Linked DNA regions of Mus musculus: region 2 is linked to region 1. A link is a contact called in public promoter capture Hi-C data. All regions are on one chromosome and are shown on one strand. Each heading gives the region's core, a stretch centred on a gene start, on an enhancer-like site or on the middle of the called end of the contact. The rest is flanking DNA. Distances are from core to core; before and after follow the strand shown. Region 1 overlaps Gm34805 (a long non-coding RNA gene). Region 2 has its middle 4.5 kb from the start of Gm826.

Region 1 (3,361 bases), core at 326-2,825:
GTTGATGCTGCTTCCGGTATGAGCATAACACTTCCCGAATGTGCCAGGTCCTGTGTGGATGGCTTTATGTTGAACTCTCACAACTGCCCTCTGAGGCATGTATTATTGAACCCATTTTGCAGTTGAGAAACATGGCTGGAGGCTGCAGGGCATTATGGGAAAGCAGGGGCTGCTGGGTCTGGGTTCTAATCCTGGGTGCGTGTTTCTTCATTATACTTATTTACTGCCCTGGGGCTCTAGGTGAAATGACAGCTGTTAATGGAAGACATAGATCCTTTGCAGAGTGGTCTCTAGGCTTATGATGTGTGGCACTTAGTAGGTACTCATTTAGAAGTCATCTAAGGAGCTGGAACTGTAAGAAGGGACAGGAGAAGAAGAAGCCACCATGAACATTGCAGACAAGGTTCCTGTATGAGCCTGCGGAGTTCAGTGGAGTTGGTTAGGAGGAATAGATTCAGGCTAGGGACGAGGTTAGAATCTCGACTTAACCATGGTGCAAAGTCTCAGGCTGAGAGTGCTGGGTGACGTGATGATGTGGGACACGGAAGGTAGTCTGGGAAATTCAGGCTAACAGCTATAACTACAGACCCAGCCTCCTGCTGGCATCCACCCTGTCTAGGACAGCAGCTGACTCGGAATGGGGCCTGGAGTTGCTAGTGTTGATAGTAGACTTAGCCCCCAGTGGGGCCGCAGGAGGCCTTTGACATTCTTCCTCTCAGCCCACTTGCGAATCTTTAAATCTCAGGTTCTACTTCTGTCCCCCATGACCCACATTTTGCCTGGATGATTAGAGTCTGGGGTCATAGTCCCTGCTGTTGGCACATGTCCAGGTGGAACTTTAAATGTCATGTCTCCCTGCTTTCTGGTCTTTGCACCCAGAGAAGATCTTAAGTTTTTTTTTTTTTTTTTTTTTTTTTTTTACAATTCTTCACCTTTACCAGAGACCTTTATGCTGCTTAGAAATCTGGCTTCAAATGGAATCAACCCCGATTAATACCTAGGAAGCTGGAATCTCTGAATCCTAACAGGAAAGAAAGGGACTTGCCTTCCAGTGGGACGAATTGCCCTTAGGAACACTTGAGATTTTGTTACCTTCTCAAAGCAGATTTGCTCATCCCCCTGCCTCATACCTTTGCAACCGCACCTTCTCCTTGCTCCATTTATTTCTGCAGGACACTGACAAGGCCCCTCCCCATCCATTCTAATACACCCCTTCGGTTGACATAGGGTCTTGCTATGTAGTTTTAGGCTTACCTTAAATTTGTGATCCCTCCGCTCAAACTCCTGAACACCAGTACATACCACTCTACCCTGTTTGTAATCTTCTTATTCATTACATCTGCTTCTTTCCTCTCTCCTCTTACTGAAAATAAACATACAGGGCTAAGATTTATTTTTCTTAATGCATCTACTGTTCTATCTTTGGCCATAAATAGCATCTGACACATAGTAGGTGTCTAGGAACAGCAATGAAGCTGATCAGTGAGTTTATTGGAGCCTCCAGAGATCTGAGCCTCCTACCCTGGAGTTCCTGCTCTGTCCTAGTCTGACTCAGGGACTCTGGTCCCTGGGCAACTCACCAGGGCTCATTGGCCCCTGACTTGGCTGTTCAACTTTGCCCCTTGGATTCTGTCTTGGCCTCTGGCCCAGACTTTCCAGGAAATCTGAACCCAGCCATCCCTAGTCTTGATTTGTTACTTCTAACTTATCTCTAAGAGCTCATGGGGCTCTTCTCCTCTGTGGGGCCCCAGTCGCACTGAATGCCTAGGCAGACTGGATCTGAAGTCAATCCTGAGGCCATCCAGAAGGTCTTCTTTTGGACAGTCAGTCAAAAAACACTGAGTTACAGAGTCAACTGACTTTAGCTCTCCCGGGAAGTGATGGGCTATGGGCAATGTTATGGGAGCTTGGTGGAATTCTGGAGCTCACCATTGGAGGCTGTGCGATGCTGGGTGTGGCAAACCCTTTGTGGTTAACAGAGTCAGGGCCCTGACTTTATTCCCCAAATCCCTCGCTATGTTTGATTGGGGGAGCCTCCATGGCTGCAGCACCTGTGTATGGGACTCCAAGCTGAAAATGAGGACAGGGGATGGGATTTATAGCCCTCTGCTCCACTGCTCTCCAACTGGGGTAACTCAGAGATGTGACTGACACTGGGGGACACATCCAGATCCTCTCCTCCTGGGTGTTCCCCCGGCTGGGTGCCCTTGAAGTCACCACTCCTCACAAACCTTCTTCCTGGAATGCTTTCAAGTGGAGGTGCTGTTGTTGCTGCATTCTCTCTCTCTCTCTCTCTCTCTCTCTCTCTCTCTCTCTCTCTCTCTCTCTCTCTCTGTCTCCCTCTCTCATTCCCCCTCTCTCCTTCCCTCCCTCTCTATCTCTCTCCCTCCCTCCCTCCTTCCCTCCCCACCTCTGTGTGTCTGTCTGTCTGTATATCTGTCCAACAAACTAAAGTTGAGAAACCTGATGCACAATTCCTGGCCAGTACTCTTAAAGCATTTCAAAGTCAAGGAAGGCTAAAAATAAGCATTAGCCCAAAGGGAGTTTAAAGAGCCAGGGGTATCAAATACAATGCATGGCCTGGGATGGTTGAACCAGGAAGAACACAGAGCTTATAAAAGACTTTAATTAACGCAATTGACAAAATGAGTATGTGCTTTGTAGGTGGAGTGTCGTTGTTCCAGCGTTAAATGCACTAGTTTTGACCATTATACCATGACTGTGTTAAAGAGCTCCCCTGTTCCTAGGTCATGCACATTGAAACGTTTAGTGGTAAAGATGTTTGGTGTCTCTAAGTTATTTCTCCTTTATTATCATCAGAGTTCTCAGCGAAGAGAGCAGGGGAATGATAAAGTCAATACAAGTTGGGCAAAATGTTGCCATTGGGGAGCCTGGATAAACATATACTGAAGCACCTTGTGTGTGGCTGCAATTCCTCTTTAAATTCAAAAGGACCAAAAGAATGGAAGGGGCGCCAGTCTTTGTGCCTGTTTGGAGGGACCCAGCCTAAGATATCCCTGAGCCTCAGTTTCTTCCCGTTTTAAAACAGATCATGTTTTCCCTCTGCAAGGATTAAAGCGGCAGCCAAGTGAGCCAAGCTTAACGCAGAGAGCCCGAAATCCTGCGTTCTGAATCACAGAGTCTGGGATGCTCCAGATTGCTAGCCGCATCCTTCAGGGTTTCAGAGTGCATGCTGCAGTCTCTGCTGTTATCTCTCTCCTGGCCTGTGCTCTACTTTCTCACTCTGCAGCTCTGCTTGTCTTTTTTTTTTTTTTTTTTTTTTTTTTTTTTTTTACGGAATCCTTCCCAGTCTGCAGCTGTGGTCAGTGATTTTTGTAGATTAAAAGAAAACCCGGGGGCG
Region 2 (3,639 bases), core at 268-2,767, 86 kb before region 1:
TCTCCAGCTGGCAAAGGATTGCTTCCTTTGCCTTCCTCCGTGCCACCTTTCTTACAGATCTTACAGCCCTCGCTTGGTTGGTGCTTGGTCTGTTCTCAGGGTAACTCCCTTCCCAGCTACCCAACTCTATGGCCACGTCCGCGTCTTTTTTACCGCACCCTCTTGTGGGATAACCTTACCCCTCGTGCTGGCCTCGGCACTTTGAGGACTCTCAAGGAACATTTGCTGAGCGAGTGAGTGATGAAATCTTGCCTCTGACATCCACAGAGGGCTCCCGATACGGGTTCTCTTGCTTGGCCCAACTTTCCCGTCAAGGCCTGATAGGCATCATACACATTTGAATAATGACACTGGCTGGTGCTCATGGTAAGCCTTGGGGTACCAGCCCTGGTGGACAGTGCTTTACAAGCAGTGCTGAGTGCTATCTTTCCAGCAACACAAGGAAATTGGTATCCCCATCACCCTCATCACACCAGGACAAGTTTGAGGTTTGCTGAGGACAAGCGACTTGCCAAGGTTAAATCGTGAGGAAGGAACAGAGCTGGAATCTGACCCCAGTTCTGTGTACTGCCAATGTTCCTGCCTGGCCACACTGCCCCTCCTCAGGGTATCACATCTCCTGTTTTGCCCTTTGGACCTTGAGTTCTAAGGAGAAGGAACAGTGTCTTATGTGTCCTGGCATCTCCAGGGCCCAGCACAGGGCTGGGTGCAGGTAGGCGGCTATAAATGTTGATGAAAGAGATGGCTGGATGGACAGACTGCTGGTGTCTGCCCCAGCTCTGTTGCAAGTGGGGAGTTCCTGCAGTTCTACAGCACACTGGGGTGGGGGATGGGGGAGGGGTGGGGTTTAACTTGGGGCTGATCTTGTACCCGGGTTGTTCTGGTCATAAAACGCAAGGTGTGTCACCGTGGGGACACAGTGAGCAATGTGCCTGCCTGCCAGTGTATCAGATATGTCTTGCCAAACACAGGCAAAATGAAATGTCCTGGGAAGGCAAACAGCCTCCTCCCTCCTGTGCCAGAGAGCAGGATCATTGTGTTGTACCTACACGCAAGTTCCTCCAGTGTCCCCGCTGATGGCCATGAGAGATAACACGGGCCGTGTGTGTCTCTCTGAGTGACGAGCAGCTGTCCTGGATATGTAGGTGCTGTAGGGTCCCTAACGTGTAGCTGGGTCAGGTTATAATCTATCCAGGGAACAGGCTCTTAGGAGGGGTGAGATCTCCCAGCTCAGGGCTGCAGTGCTTGTGCCCCTAACATCAAGGACTGTGATCTGGGATTGGTCCTTCTGCTCCAAGCTCACTGTGTGTGTAGACCACCTGACTGTACTGGGGTGTAGTTATTGATGTATAACCAAGGCCCAAACGCAAATGGTGGGGGCACTTATTTTCACACATCTACCATCCGGTTTCCCAGCATGCCATTTGGTTTTGCTTACAGCGCCACCTCCAATGGGTTCAGAGATTCAATTGCAGACAGGAGCAGTGTTCACTTGAATTGGCCTTTGCTCTGTCTTTCCCTTTTACAGGGAGCAGTTCATTCAGGCTATTGATATCCCCATGCCATGGTTAGTGGCATGGAGTTAGTGTTAGCATTTGGCTTGATACCGACTTCTGCTAATCACCGTGCCCAGGGCAGGTCACTTCACCTGGCTGAACTTCTGCTTCTTCACCTACAGAGTGTTCTGGTGGCACACAGGTCAGTGGAGAGGGGCATGCATGTGGTGTTGCTCAGGACCAGCCCACTAATGGATTCCCTCAGGGAGGGCGAAGATGCCACTAGATCAGCCATCTGTTCTGTCCCCTGATACTTTGATATCCTAGCTGTCCCTGCATCCCTTTGATCTCCCTTCTTTGGCCTCCTCAGGACCAGGAGCCCTTTCCAATGTATCAGCTCACTTTTTCCTTGGTCCTCCCTGTTAGATGCTCAGGAACTTGTTTGGTGCAAGCTTTCTGTGCCACTTGCTCAACTCTGCACCGATCTGGGGCACAGCACCCCTGTGGACGTTTACCTCCCTTTCTGGGCCTTCACTGGGCCTATGGTTTCTTTCTTCCTGTATCTTTCCTTCCCTGCAAGAGTGTGTGTTGCATGTATCCCTGTAGTGGTAGTGTGTATATGTGTTGATGTATGTGGTATATATGTGTGGTATGTTTGGGGTATGTGTGGTATGTGGGTATAGAATGGTGGTGTATATGATCTGTACATGATATATAAGGTGTGTTGTATATATGTATGGCATGTATGATATATGTATATATATATATATATATTATGTGTAATATATATGTCTATAATGGTGGTATGTTCTGTATATACAACAAGTCTGGTATGTCTGGAATATATAGTGTATGTGGTATGTATGTTGTATGTAGTATATATGGTGAATGCATCTATACTGGTGGTGTGTGGTATTTGGTGTATATGCTGTGTCTATGTTTGTGTAGTGATATGTAACATACATGTGGTATGTATATGGTATGTATAGTATATATGTTATATGTATACAACATGTGTGGTATTTGTGTTGTATGTAGTGTATGTGGTATGTGCTTGTAGTGGTGGTGTTTATGATATGTGGTAAGTATATGGTATGCATCTGATATGTATGGTATATGTAGTGTATTAGCATGGATGTTTGGCATGTATGGGGCATGTGGCATTTATAAGGCATGTGTGACATGTATGTTGTTTGTTTATGGTTCATAGTATGAATGTAGTATGTATCTCATGGTGTATGGTATGTGTAGTATATGGTATGTGTTTTTGGCATGTGTGTTGTATGCAGTATGTATGGTATATAGTATGTATATAGTGTCTGGTATGTGCAGTATCTGTGATATATATGTTTAACATGTATGCTGTATTTGTGGTGTATGTGTGCTGATTCTACAAAGAAAAGTATGAATGAGTGTGGGCAATGCATCTGCTATATGCACTCACATAGCAGTGGGGGTGCCAGGTATCTGAGGCTGACATCTGAACATGTGTGTGTAGACAGGGCTCTCTGGCTGTGTGTGGAGTGAGTGTAAGGAGTGGAAAGGAGCATGAAGTGACTCTGGTAATGCCATATGCAAATGTCTATGTGTGTGTGTGTGTGTGTGTGTGTGAGAGAGAGAGAGAGAGAGAGACAGAGACAGAGAGAAAGAGACAGAGAGACAGAGAGAGACACACACAGAGAGAGAGACAAAGAGACAGAGAGAGAAAGTGTGTGTGTTGTCTCTGGTGTGAGACTGTGTGGTACGACATGAAAAAGTCACGTGAGCACATGTGTAGGAAGGCCAGCGTCCAGGTGCTATGTACAAGTGTGTGCATGACACTATAGAATGTGCAAAGAGGAGCTTGTGAGTGTGGTGAGTGTCATGAGTGTGGTGAGTGTTGTGAGTGTCGTCAATGTGATGAGTGTCATAAATGTGGTGAATGTAGTAAATGCGGTACTCCCTACTATCCATGGTAGTTAACACGGGATGCAGGAGCCTCAGTTGGTGGATTCAGCCCATGAATAGGTCATGATGGAGTGCAGTTGTAAAAGGGTCTGTGTGTAACAGACACAGGTGCTTAGGGCTAAGGGCCAGGGACCAGCTAAGTCAGTCTTTAGTTTGTGCTACTGGGGCCTCACTTAGCTCTGTGCAGAACTTGTCA

The links. Promoter capture Hi-C pulls out the DNA fragments that hold promoters and counts their contacts.
Region 2: a contact with region 1 is called in a promoter capture Hi-C map of liver. The contact joins two enhancer-like sites. A contact is called at or near these places in 1 of 39 promoter capture datasets (liver), 8 of 484 Hi-C or Micro-C datasets (bone marrow-derived macrophages and liver), 4 of 115 datasets of contacts at active chromatin or transcription factors (bone marrow-derived macrophages, liver and microglia) and 2 of 9 other capture datasets (adipose tissue and liver).

Annotation. Positions count from the first base shown.
Region 1 is chr2:160,244,800-160,248,160 of GRCm38.p6, reverse strand. All of the region lies in intron 1 of Gm34805 (a long non-coding RNA gene), which reads left to right. Among named protein-coding and RNA genes, the nearest start is that of Gm34805, 3.5 kb to the left of the region's middle. RefSeq lists an enhancer at 3,004-3,361. Within about 2 kb of position 1,575, at least 10 of the 459 cell types and tissues checked have an H3K27ac peak or open chromatin away from gene starts, as enhancers often do. A contact at or near this core is called in liver, where this site is marked.
Region 2 is chr2:160,330,144-160,333,782 of GRCm38.p6, reverse strand. It overlaps Gm46773 and a transcript of Gm826 not described here. Among named protein-coding and RNA genes, the nearest start is that of Gm826, 4.5 kb to the right of the region's middle. Within about 2 kb of position 1,517, at least 18 of the 459 cell types and tissues checked have an H3K27ac peak or open chromatin away from gene starts, as enhancers often do. A contact at or near this core is called in liver, where this site is marked.